Regions from separate parts of the Ovis aries genome. Here region 1 is linked to region 2. A link is a contact called in public Hi-C data. All regions are on one chromosome and are shown on one strand. The core of a region is the stretch at or near the end of the contact, and the rest is flanking DNA. Distances in the headings are between cores, read along the strand shown. Region 1 overlaps DAD1 (defender against cell death 1). Region 2 holds the start of SLC7A7 (solute carrier family 7 member 7).

Region 1 (5,393 bases), core at 1,115-3,614, 240 kb before region 2:
TTCAGCACAAGCTGGTGGCAAATTATCTCCCCCAGGCTAAGCACCCTGCCAAGCTCAGGTGTGTCCCTTTGTCAAAGCCCTGCTCGCTCTTCCCTCTGAACTTCCCTTCCCAAGCTGTGATCCAATGTAGCTAAGTCTCTCTTCCCTTCCAAACACTTGAGGTAGGCTGACATTTTCTGAAAAGAATTTCACAAGGAGACATGGAAAAACAAAACAGGAAATATTCACCTGTAGTTATGTAAATCTTTATTCAAATCTACTGAATACGATGCATTCAAAACAGACTTACTGCCACCTAAGTGCCAAATACCATCACTTGAGTGGTGCAAGGATTCTCCCAACTCAGAAGCTCACTAGGAGCATTTTTCCTTTTTATAATAATTTTTTAAATATTATAAAGTCTATTCTTGACCCCAGGAATAGCCACCTATACCAGTGTTGCCAACTGAACAGCTAACTTCTACCACAGATTTCTCACTCTGCTATCTCTGGACATGTTTTCAGGGGGCCACAAAGTCTGAAGTTTAGACAAGTTTGTGTTAACAGTAGTTTTTATATATTTATAAATTTCAAGAAGACAGTAAAGTCTTACAGCAGAGAGAAACAATGGGGACTGAAGGGATTCAAAGGAACTTTAGCTTAGTTTCTGTTCAAAATCTGTTCATTGCAAGTAATGAATATGGGGGTGTTATATTATTCTCTGTACTTTTCTGTATTTTTACCATTGTCATACAAGCAAAGAAAGTAAGTAATTAAGGAAAAGATGGTGGTAAAATAACTGTGGCCACATTTTAAACACATTTCTCTGACTGTGCAATTGTCAAATACTTTATAATAAGCAATTATTTTAAGAAGGGTGATTTTCTTTCTTTTTTTTAATATGTATTTATTGACTGCCCCAGGTCTTGGTTGCAGCACGCAGGATCTTCAATCTTCATTGCAGCACGCCGGATCTTTAGTTGCGGTACAGGACCCTCACTTGCGGTGAAGGAACTCTTAGTTGCAGCATGTAGGATCTAATTCTCTGACAGGGACCGAACCCAACCCCCTTCATTGGGAGCACGGAATCTTAGCCACTGGACCACCAGGGAAGTTCCCACAACAAGCAATTTTAAGCAAAGTTAGGGCTTCCCTGGTGGCTCAGATGGTAAAGAATCTGTCTGCAGTGCAGGAGACCCAGGTTTCCCTGTGTCGGGAAGATTCCCTGGAGAAGAAAATGGCAACCCACTACGATATCCTTGCCTGAAGAATCCCTATGGACAGAGGAGCCTGGTGGGCTACAGTCCGTGGGGTTGCAAACAGTCAGACCAGACTGAGCAAGTAACACAAGCGAAAAGAGAGATTAAAAACATTTTTTGACATCAGACTGGATTATCAGACTTAAAAGATTTCCAGTAAGGCTCTTTGAATCTCAGTTTCCCATTCATAAATGGCATTAGCAAGTTTATCCTCAAGAGGTCGTTCTGAAAATAAAATAGGACAGAATAAGAAGCACTTAAAACCTGATCCATGTGAGCATTCACTGTCTGCTAACTTCCTTACTTCTCTTTGAAAACATTTCTTTAACTCAGTGCCATTTTCTTCTGATCTGCCTTTTTCAGAGTCGCTGCTGGTTTTAAATGCTACCCCGAAATTCACAAAGAGCCGTACACTATGCTTATAGATGTTTATTCTTTTTATACCCAACTCCCAACATACTTGGCAAATATGGAAAGTATTACATTTTTATTGTACCCTCTGATATAAATATTGAAAAACTTAAAAACCATTTTTTAAAATGTTTTAGGACACCACACATAGAACTGAATTAGAAACACAGAAAAATAGCAGAAAAATGTCTATTTGAAGATTGAGAGCAGGACAGTATACTGTATGTCAATGAAAGACCTCTGGGAAAAAAAAACCCTGATGAGTCCCCCACAGAAGAATTCTCTATGAGTATACCCTCTATAGAATGATTCAACACTGTAATCTGGGATTGGAAGATTATGCTGTACCCTGGACCCATAATTCCAAACTGAACAGGTGGCCCTAGGTCGCTAATATGGGCTACCGTATGCAGTTTCTGCTGAGCCTGCTTTTTTGTCTGTTTTTGTCATAATTTTGAAATACCAAGCTCTCTGCAGCAGAGTCCTCTTCCAATCATGACAGCCCTAAGAGATAATTTTTCACGATTTGGTACCTCCCTGATCCTAGAGAACATCCTTGGACTGTATGCTCTGTCCCCTTGTTAAAGCATACACCACCATGACTCATCTAAAAAGGAGTAAGGCATTTCCTTTTTAGACTAAGGCATTGCTGTGAAGTAAGGCACTGCTTTTAGAGTAAGGCAATCAGAAGACTTATGACCTTTCCAGCAAGTTTGCTATCGGAGCCCGGGGTTGCTCAGGATGTTCACAGGCCAATAAAGGTCAGTGTTGCTGGCTAAGCTTTCCACCTGCACTGAAGAAGCCGTCACTGGTCAGACACCTCGCCTGCGGCCTCTGCTCCCAGGTAGCATGGCAGCCACCCTCTCTCAGCCCCCACAGCACTTTGGTCAGGTCTTTAGCACGGCTCTAACTGCTGTGGGTACGTGGCTTCTCCATTAGACTGTTCACTCCCTGAAGGCAGGGACTATATTTTCCTTTTCTTTGTATTCCCAGTATCAAGGCATTAACTGGCATATGAGAGAACAATTCAAGTCCTGATCAGGTCTCCAAAAAATTCAACTGTATTAGGATAGTAGAAAGAAGTGGTTCTCAACCTCTGTCACTGATATAAACCATCTCTCAACTCAACTGTTGCCAAAAGTGAAACTTCACCTGAACTAACAGAACTGTTTTTGAGACAGTATAAAAAATGGAAAGGCTTTGTGTAATATACTAAGTAACTGACTGACATATGACAGAAATTGAAGTACAGTCAGTCACATTATTACACTTACCTTGCCCATGGCTATTGTAACTCATGTGTTAAGATTTCTGATTAATACAAAAATGACAGCTTTCCAAGTACAACAGAAAAAGGTTGGGCCTCTTCCCCCAGAGGGGGTAACATTTCCTAAAGTTCTCTTTTCTCTACCCCAGTAATAGCAACATTTAATTCCATAGGGGAACGGCAGAGAATAGAGCGCATTTACTCATCAGTAGGCAACGAAGGATATTGGAAGAGCACCACTGGGCTAGGACACTGCTCTGCTACCACTGAGCTGCATGGCCAAGCAAACCCAGTAGACTGTTGTGAAACTCCCTTTCCTCATACATAAAATAAGTATTAATACAGAGTCAAGTGCTTCTCAGAGCTTTAGGATTCTGCTTAGGAGGGAAGGATGGAGGGGAGAGCATACTACACACGAGGGGAGCCCAAGCAAAGAGGGCTTTTCAACTCTGTCAATGAAAACAACCCTGGCTCCTCTGCCATTTTAATATATTGAGATTCTATTTTGGGGGCTCCAAAATCACTGCAGATGGTGATTCCAGCCATGAAATTAAAAGGCGCTTGCTCCTTGGAAGAAAAGTTATGACCAACCTAGGCAGCATATTAAAAAGTAGAGACATTACGTTGTCAACAAAGGTCCATCTAGTCAAGGCTATGGTTTTCCAGTTGTCATGTATGGATATGAGAGTTGGACTATAAAGAAAGCTGAGATCCGAAGAATTGATGCTTTTGAACTATGGTGCTGGAGAAGACTCTTGAGAGTCCCTTGGACTACAAGGAGATCCAAACAGTCCATCCTAAAGGAGATCAGTCCTGGGTGCTCATTGGAAGGACTGATGCTGTAGCTGAAACTCCAATACTTTGGCCACCTGATGCGAAGAGCTGACTCATTTGAAAAGACCCTGATGCTGGGAAAGATTGAGGACAGGAGGAGAAGGGGATGACAGAGGATGAGATGGCTGGATGGCATCACCGACTCAATGGACATGGGTTTGGGTGGACTCCGGGAGTCGGTGATGGACAGGGAGGCCTGGCGTGCTGCGATTCATGGGGTCGCAAAGAGTCGGACACGACTGAGGAACTGAACTGATGAGATACTTAGAAAATAAAAGAGCTCTACTGCTTAAAAAAAAAAAAAGGAAAACTGACAAGTGAACCAAATAGCATCTCATTATTTTATGGTGTTCTCCCAAGCTAATCCAATTTTCCCATTAATTTTTAATTTAGCACATGTATTAGCAAGAAGCTGTCATCATGAAGCTATCATTCATTTAGTATATACTACACGTGTATCAGGTGTAAGCACTATACTAGGTACTATGGGAACAATGGCTCAGCATTTGAAGTCATCTGGGATCAATATCAGAAAAAAAATTATAGAGCAAAACTAAAACCAAAATCTACAATTTATGTCTCTTCCAAGATCTCAGAGTTATTTTCATGGGGTTATTGGTACAGAAATTAATGTATTAGCTACAAGCAAACTCCCATTTTCTGCTATCTTAATGATTTCCAGAACTGTGAGAAGAGAAGGCAATGACCAAGATCAGCAGCACTGATGAATCATGATGATATTAACACAAACTTTGCAGACCGATATGGAAAATTCTGCAAAGCTCTCATCAGCACTATGGGAACTCTGCCAACCATGATCAAAACCAGCCCCCTCCAATCTCTATTCCTAAAATCAACATCATGTGATAAGCGCTAAGATCATCACTTACATTCTTCTAGTCTCCTCCTCCTCAGTTAAGTAAACAGGAATGATTCAGCCAACAAAGTTCATGACGACAAGGTGAAGGATGGTGCTGGCAAAGAGAAAATCAGCAAAGGCTCGCTCTGGGGAGATGCCTTGGAAATCTGCCTTGTTTTGTGGGTTGATCTGTATTCTCAGACAAACTGTATAAGAACAAAAACAAAAATGATTATCAAGTATGTAACATGTATGACTAATGCACATACTCAGACCCTCTGACCCAATAATTCTATTCCAACAGAAGTAATTAAGTCCATCAAAAGACATGTACAGGAATGATACCGATGGTGGCCCCCAAATGGGTGCAATCTAATATCAATGGTAAAACAGGGGGTATTCTCCAGCAGTCCAGTGGTTAGGACTCAGCACTTTCACTGACAGGGACCCAGATTCCATCCCTGGTTAGAGAACTAAGATCGCACAATTTGAGCAACCAAACAAAAAAAAATCCACAAACAAAACAGTAAAATGGGGAAATTATGGCATATGCATACAACAGATACCATAAAGCAATGAAAGAACTTCACAGCTTGGATCCCACAAACATCGTGATGAGCAATACAATCCAGACGCCAAAAAGTACATTCTTCTACAAAGCTTCCACAAAGCTTTAAACCGGCCAAAAACAATCTACAGTAATACAAGCCAGGATACAAGTCAGTAATACAAGTCAGGAGAGATGACTTGGAAGGCATGCGGAGAGACCTTTAGGGTGCTGATA
Region 2 (5,212 bases), core at 2,302-4,801:
AGGTACTTTCTCTCCTGCCATCCTAGCTCCAGCCGGACTGGGCTGGCTCCCCAAACAATAGAAACAGAAAACAGACACACTCTGCTACAGCTGAATTCCCCCCATCTCCCCAAGCTGGAAGCTCAGCTCCTCCCTCCCCAGTTCTCCATTTGTTTTTCTGTATTTCACTACAATAGTCCCTTAAAAAACAAAAAAAAGTGCAACAAGCAAGAAAGTATTTACTTCAATGACCATGGCTTCCACTAACATAGGGCTGAAGTCTCAGGGCAGAGGGCTGAAGTCTCAGGGCAGAGGGCTGAGACTGGGGAGGGCTGAGGCTAGGAAACAAGCAATTTTCAGGACTCACTCCATTCTCCTCTGGTATGCACCTTCCCTCTTGCCCATTGTCCCTCCCAGCCCATCACTTACCTGTCTGAGACCTTTGGGCAAGTGCAAGGAGGAGCTACCAGCACTCTGGAAGAGGGGCCAGTGCTGGGAAAGGGAACAAGGGGTAAGGCTCAAGCTCCAGTAACTGTTGACTCTGAGGAGCAGAAAAGGCAGAGGGTGACTCCGGGGACCGAAACGGAAAACAGGAAAACACATGTGTGACTCTGGCCGGCAGTGGGGAGGAGCCAGGGAAAGAGTTGAAGCTGGGACTGCCTGTTCAGACCCTGAGGACCGCAACGGCTGCCTGCCTCCAGGCACCTTTTCCACTCAGAGCCTCAGTCCCTCCCCCCACCTGCCTCGGTCCCTGAAGTACCTGGTTGTCCTACATTTACTCAGTTCTTAAGTTCTCCCAGTGACCTAGGGTACTCTCTTGATGCCCTTTGCATGTGTGCATGCTCAGTGGCTTCAGACTCTTTGTGACCCCGTGGACTGTAGTCCACCAGGCTCCTCTGTCTATTGGATTCTCCAAGCAAGAATACTGGAGAGGGTTGCCATGCCCTCCTCCAGAGGATTTTCCCAGTCCAGGAATCAAACCTATGTCTCCTGTGTCTCCTGCACTGCAGGTGGATTCTTTACCACTGAGCCACAAGGGAAGCCCCTTGATTCCCTTTTCCCGTAGCCCCTCATTCCATTCCCTGCTCAACTCCCACTCACATACTATCCGTGCTCCTGTGCAGGGCACAAGATCCACGGTTAGGGCATTAGAACTCTGTGCTCCCATCTCAAAAGCCTCAGCCACTTCAATCCCTATATAAGGCAACAGGTGCCAAGGAAGGCCAGTTGTAGGGGGCACGGCCACATGCGTACCCAAACACTAAGCAAACCTACTCACACCTCAGGTCCCCAACCGGTTCAGGTGATGCGTGGCAACCCAGGTAAGAGCCAGGCAAGTGGACCAGAGCAAGCCCTGGCACCCTGGGCAATCTAATGAGTTGGCACCCCCTCAAACCAAGATTATTTAAATATCTGTTGAATGTTTGCTTAGCAGAAGTGGGGGAATACCGACAGAATAAAAATTGGAAGTCTCATTCTTTCAAGAGTAGAGTTTAAGGCATGAATTCATTACATGCAGTTTTCTGAAGCAGACAGTTTCTTGGTGGGCATATCAAATGATTCTGAATGTAGACAATAGCACAAGTCTCAGGGAGTGGCACTTCACAGCGAGGTGCAGCATTTTCCGAATTCCAGCTGTGATCACTGCCTTTAGGCAACTTGTATTAATACCTGTGCCTGCATGTTGCACAATTAGTCTAGAGACAGGTGGTCTAGGTAAGCAGTCATCAAGGATTCTGTCAGTGGAAGGGAGCCAACTTACAGTGCACCAAAAGACAGAAATCAGAGCTCATTGGCTCCAAAAGTCTGAATTACTCCAGGATAATTTAGTGCCCTTTTAGACCCAGCCTGCTTGCCCAGCTGGCCTGCCCCTTAATCCCACCCTGGACTCAGGTCCAAGTTGTAAATGAGGGAAATCCTAGGAAGACAGTCCTAAGGCTGCCCCTGTTGGCACTGGCCCCTACCTCCACTACCCCTCACTCCAGCCACGCTGACCCCCCTTGCTGTTGCTACACAAGCCCTGACATCTCAAGGCGTCTGCATTTGCTGTTCCCTTGGCCTGGAACATTCTTCCCCATGATATTGCTCCTTCTCTCACTCATTCCATTCAGGTCTGTGCTTAAACACCACTCTCAAGAGACCTTCCCTGAGGAGTCTCAGAAGGGGTAACTTCTTCCTTCAGCCAATCTCCATCCCCTTCACCATGCCTGACTTTTCTTCAAAGGCACTGGCTACCACCTGGGGTTTGTCTGTTATCACTTCCCCCACTAGAACGCAGCCCCACCAGAGCTTCTTCATCCACCGGTACCCCCAGCGCAGGGTCCGTGTGGACAGTCAAAGAAGGGTTTGCTGGAAGAATAACTGGATGAATAATGCCTTTCTTCCTAGACTGGTTTCCAAGTTGAGCTCCGGGAATGTCTTGCACTTGCTCTTCAGGCCCTTCTATGCTGCTGCTGGCCTGGCTCCCAAGCAACTTTGAAAGGTATCTACTCTTTTTGATAGTAATGGGTTGAAGGGAAGGAAAAAGTATAGTTTTCTCAGTTTTACTGGAAGGCCTAGAATGATTTGAAAGGGACTTTCTGTTTCATCAATGGGAAAACAAAAACAAAAAGCACCTCATTAACGCGCCTTCCCGATCGATCGGAAGCTCTGTGCTGCTGTCCCACACCCAGCTCAGGTGGCCGGTCTGGGCGCGGCGAGAACAAGGCGCGACGTCAGCGAAGCGGTGAAAGGGCAGAGGGGACGAAGGCGGAGTGAGGCGAGTGCTCAGGTTCACGCAGATGCAGGTGGGTTCCAGCAGAGTGGAACCGCAAACCCTTCAGCGGGAACTCTTTTCCCAGACCCGCCCCCGCCGCGCCCCGCGCCCCTCCCCCTCCCCCGCCCCGCCCCCGCCGGGCCGGCGCGCCGCGCTCACCTTTGCCCGGGTCTCCCACTCTGCCCCCAGCCTCGCTCGCCGGCCCCGCCCCTTGACGTCGTCCCCGTCGTTGCCCGTTACTTCCCTCTTTCGGCCCACGGTTCCGTGTCTGCAGCCCCAAGGTCTCGCCTTCCCAACCCCGACCCAGCCACCGCCCGTCCCCACAGCCCTCTGGAGAGCTCGGTTAGCACCCGATGCCCAGATCTGGCTGCGGAGGCCGAGGCGGGCTCTGCGCTGGGGCACCAGGGCCTCACCTCACCTGGACCCCTTGGTTCCCTCCACCTGGCCAAGCAGCCCCCGCCCCTCCCCGGGCTGCAGGAGGCGCTAGAAGAGGATGGGGGGGATGGGGAGTGGGGGGTGGGGTGGGAGGGATTGTGGTGGGTGTAGTCGAAGATCGCAAAGGTTGGGAACCGAGAGGCCTCGCAACCCGCTCCCCTGCCCTGTCCTCAGCCAGAGCTGCGCTGCCCTTGGGAAATGAAAATGACCGCGGATACCCTTAGAGGCGTCCTCCGCCCCACGAGCGTTCAGCTTCCTCTTCCCTCCCTCCCAATCCAGCTCGAGCTCTTGGGCCCGAGGAGGGTCTGGGCGAGGGCCCCAAACCCTGGCAACCCTGCCTCCAGCCCCGAGGCGTTCTCGGCTGAAAGTCCGGAGGGACTCTGGACCGCAAAGCCCCGTGGGGGAGGGGAGGGAGACGTTCCCCCTAGGAGCCAGGGGAGGGGGTCTCCCGGAAGGGCGACTCAACTCTCCGCCCCCTCGGGGAAGCTGTTGCGTCAGCTTCGAGATCCCAAATTAAAGCAAGTGGTCTCCACCCGGCTGGAAGGTGTCAGGCCGTAGAGCCGCCGCCAGGAGGCAGCACGTAACCAAAGATGTCCGAGCAGAGGCTGGAGTCCCCACCGCACCTTCCTTGGACCCAATAAAAGAGGGAGTTGCTGGGCTAATTCAAGGAAAGGAACCTAGAAATGTTTCACCACGTATTAAAACTAAAAGATGACTTGTAAATAATACAATTTCCTTTTGTATACCTTATGGACAGTCCAGCTTTGGCATATTTTAAAGCCAAAGATTCGCTGCCGAGATTCATAGCGAACCACCCACCTTCAAGACCTGTCTGATGGAAAAGCACATAGCTTAAGAGACTTCCCAGGGACAAGGTAAGAAAAAAAAAGTGTAGCCCTGAGGTTATAATTTACCCATGTTGAAGCTGGGGCTTCAACACACAATTTAGCCTATACTGAATGAGCAAGGAATTAACAGCCATGGTAAAAGAAAAGGAATATGTTACAATAAATTAAATAAGCAATAAGGAAATAATATGCAAAGCTACGTATTGTGTGAGTGGGTGGTTTATGACTGTCAGTTCCCACAGTTCTTGTATAGAGTGACAGTGATTTAGATCTTTCTTGAGCTGTCCTAAGAAGGAATGTGAAACAAGAAACTTCCTAAATAGTTCGCTCTTCTTCAGTCTTAGAATTTAGTCACCGAATGCTGAAAGGGGAAGAGGTTGCAAAATGAGGTGGAATTAGCCACCCAGAGTCAGCCTTACTTATGTTTTTTCTCCAAAGTCATTATTATTCATCACAACAGTTTAAAAAGAACCAAAATTCTCAGTGCACTTGTACAGAAATTACTGTATACAGACCTGACAGAACGATATTTGAATAAACGAATAAACGTGTTCGATAAAAACATCAGTGGTTAAACAAAATGTTAATGCCAAATACAGGCCATGGTGTGACGCCCTTGAGAGGCAAAGGACTTTAAGGGGAAAGACATGAAGCTCAAATTCCTGATATTTCTCACCATTGTTACCTCCAGCTTTTGTCAGATGAAGTCCAGAGGTTGAAAGACTTTGAGTTAGGGGATGATGAAGCCGCTTTCCTGTGGCTTAGAGCCTGGTTGAAGTCACTGAGGAGTGCTGTCCAAGTGCCAAACCCCTCCCCCACCCCCGCAACAGTGTTCTATAAGGTCCCTGAGAATGCTGATGATGTTAGCTGTCAGCACCTAGAGTTCTCTTTCTCTCTCTCTCAAAATCCTAACACCTATTTCCTGCTATTTACAACCCACAGATTATCCCCCTGCCACATCACTCTAACCACGTCAAAGGCTGAACTTATCTTCCTTCCAAAGACCTTTCCCCTCCCACATTCCCCAGTTTTTCAGATTTAGCTTCCCATCCTGCCCTGAAATCCTCCTGCCCTGGCTCCTCGACTCCCTCAGCTATTAAACTAGTACATGTGTTCACTTTTGCATGTGGAGTTCATACTGTCTACATTTTTTTCTAACATTTATTTATCTCTGGTGATTTCTTTACAATTTGAT

Evidence for each region. Hi-C and Micro-C count contacts between places; a contact is called where the count stands out from the background.
Region 1: a Hi-C map of muscle shows a contact between it and region 2, with 4 times the contacts expected there. The contact joins the enhancer-like site here to the promoter of SLC7A7 in region 2. A contact is called at or near these places in 6 of 16 Hi-C or Micro-C datasets (blood, mesenteric adipose tissue, muscle and 1 more).

The regions. Positions count from the first base shown.
Region 1 is chr7:22,042,367-22,047,759 of ARS-UI_Ramb_v3.0, reverse strand. It overlaps DAD1 (defender against cell death 1), which reads right to left. Exons shown (of 3, transcript XM_004010356.5): 2 at 4,641-4,815. The coding sequence ends at 4,685. Among named protein-coding and RNA genes, the nearest start is that of DAD1, 14 kb to the right of the region's middle. Within about 2 kb of position 2,364, at least 2 of the 54 cell types and tissues checked have an H3K27ac peak or open chromatin away from gene starts, as enhancers often do. A contact at or near this core is called in muscle, where this site is marked.
Region 2 is chr7:21,808,384-21,813,595 of ARS-UI_Ramb_v3.0, reverse strand. It overlaps SLC7A7 (solute carrier family 7 member 7), which reads right to left and starts at 3,551. Exons shown (of 11, transcript XM_060418965.1): 1 at 3,388-3,551; 2 at 2,595-2,665.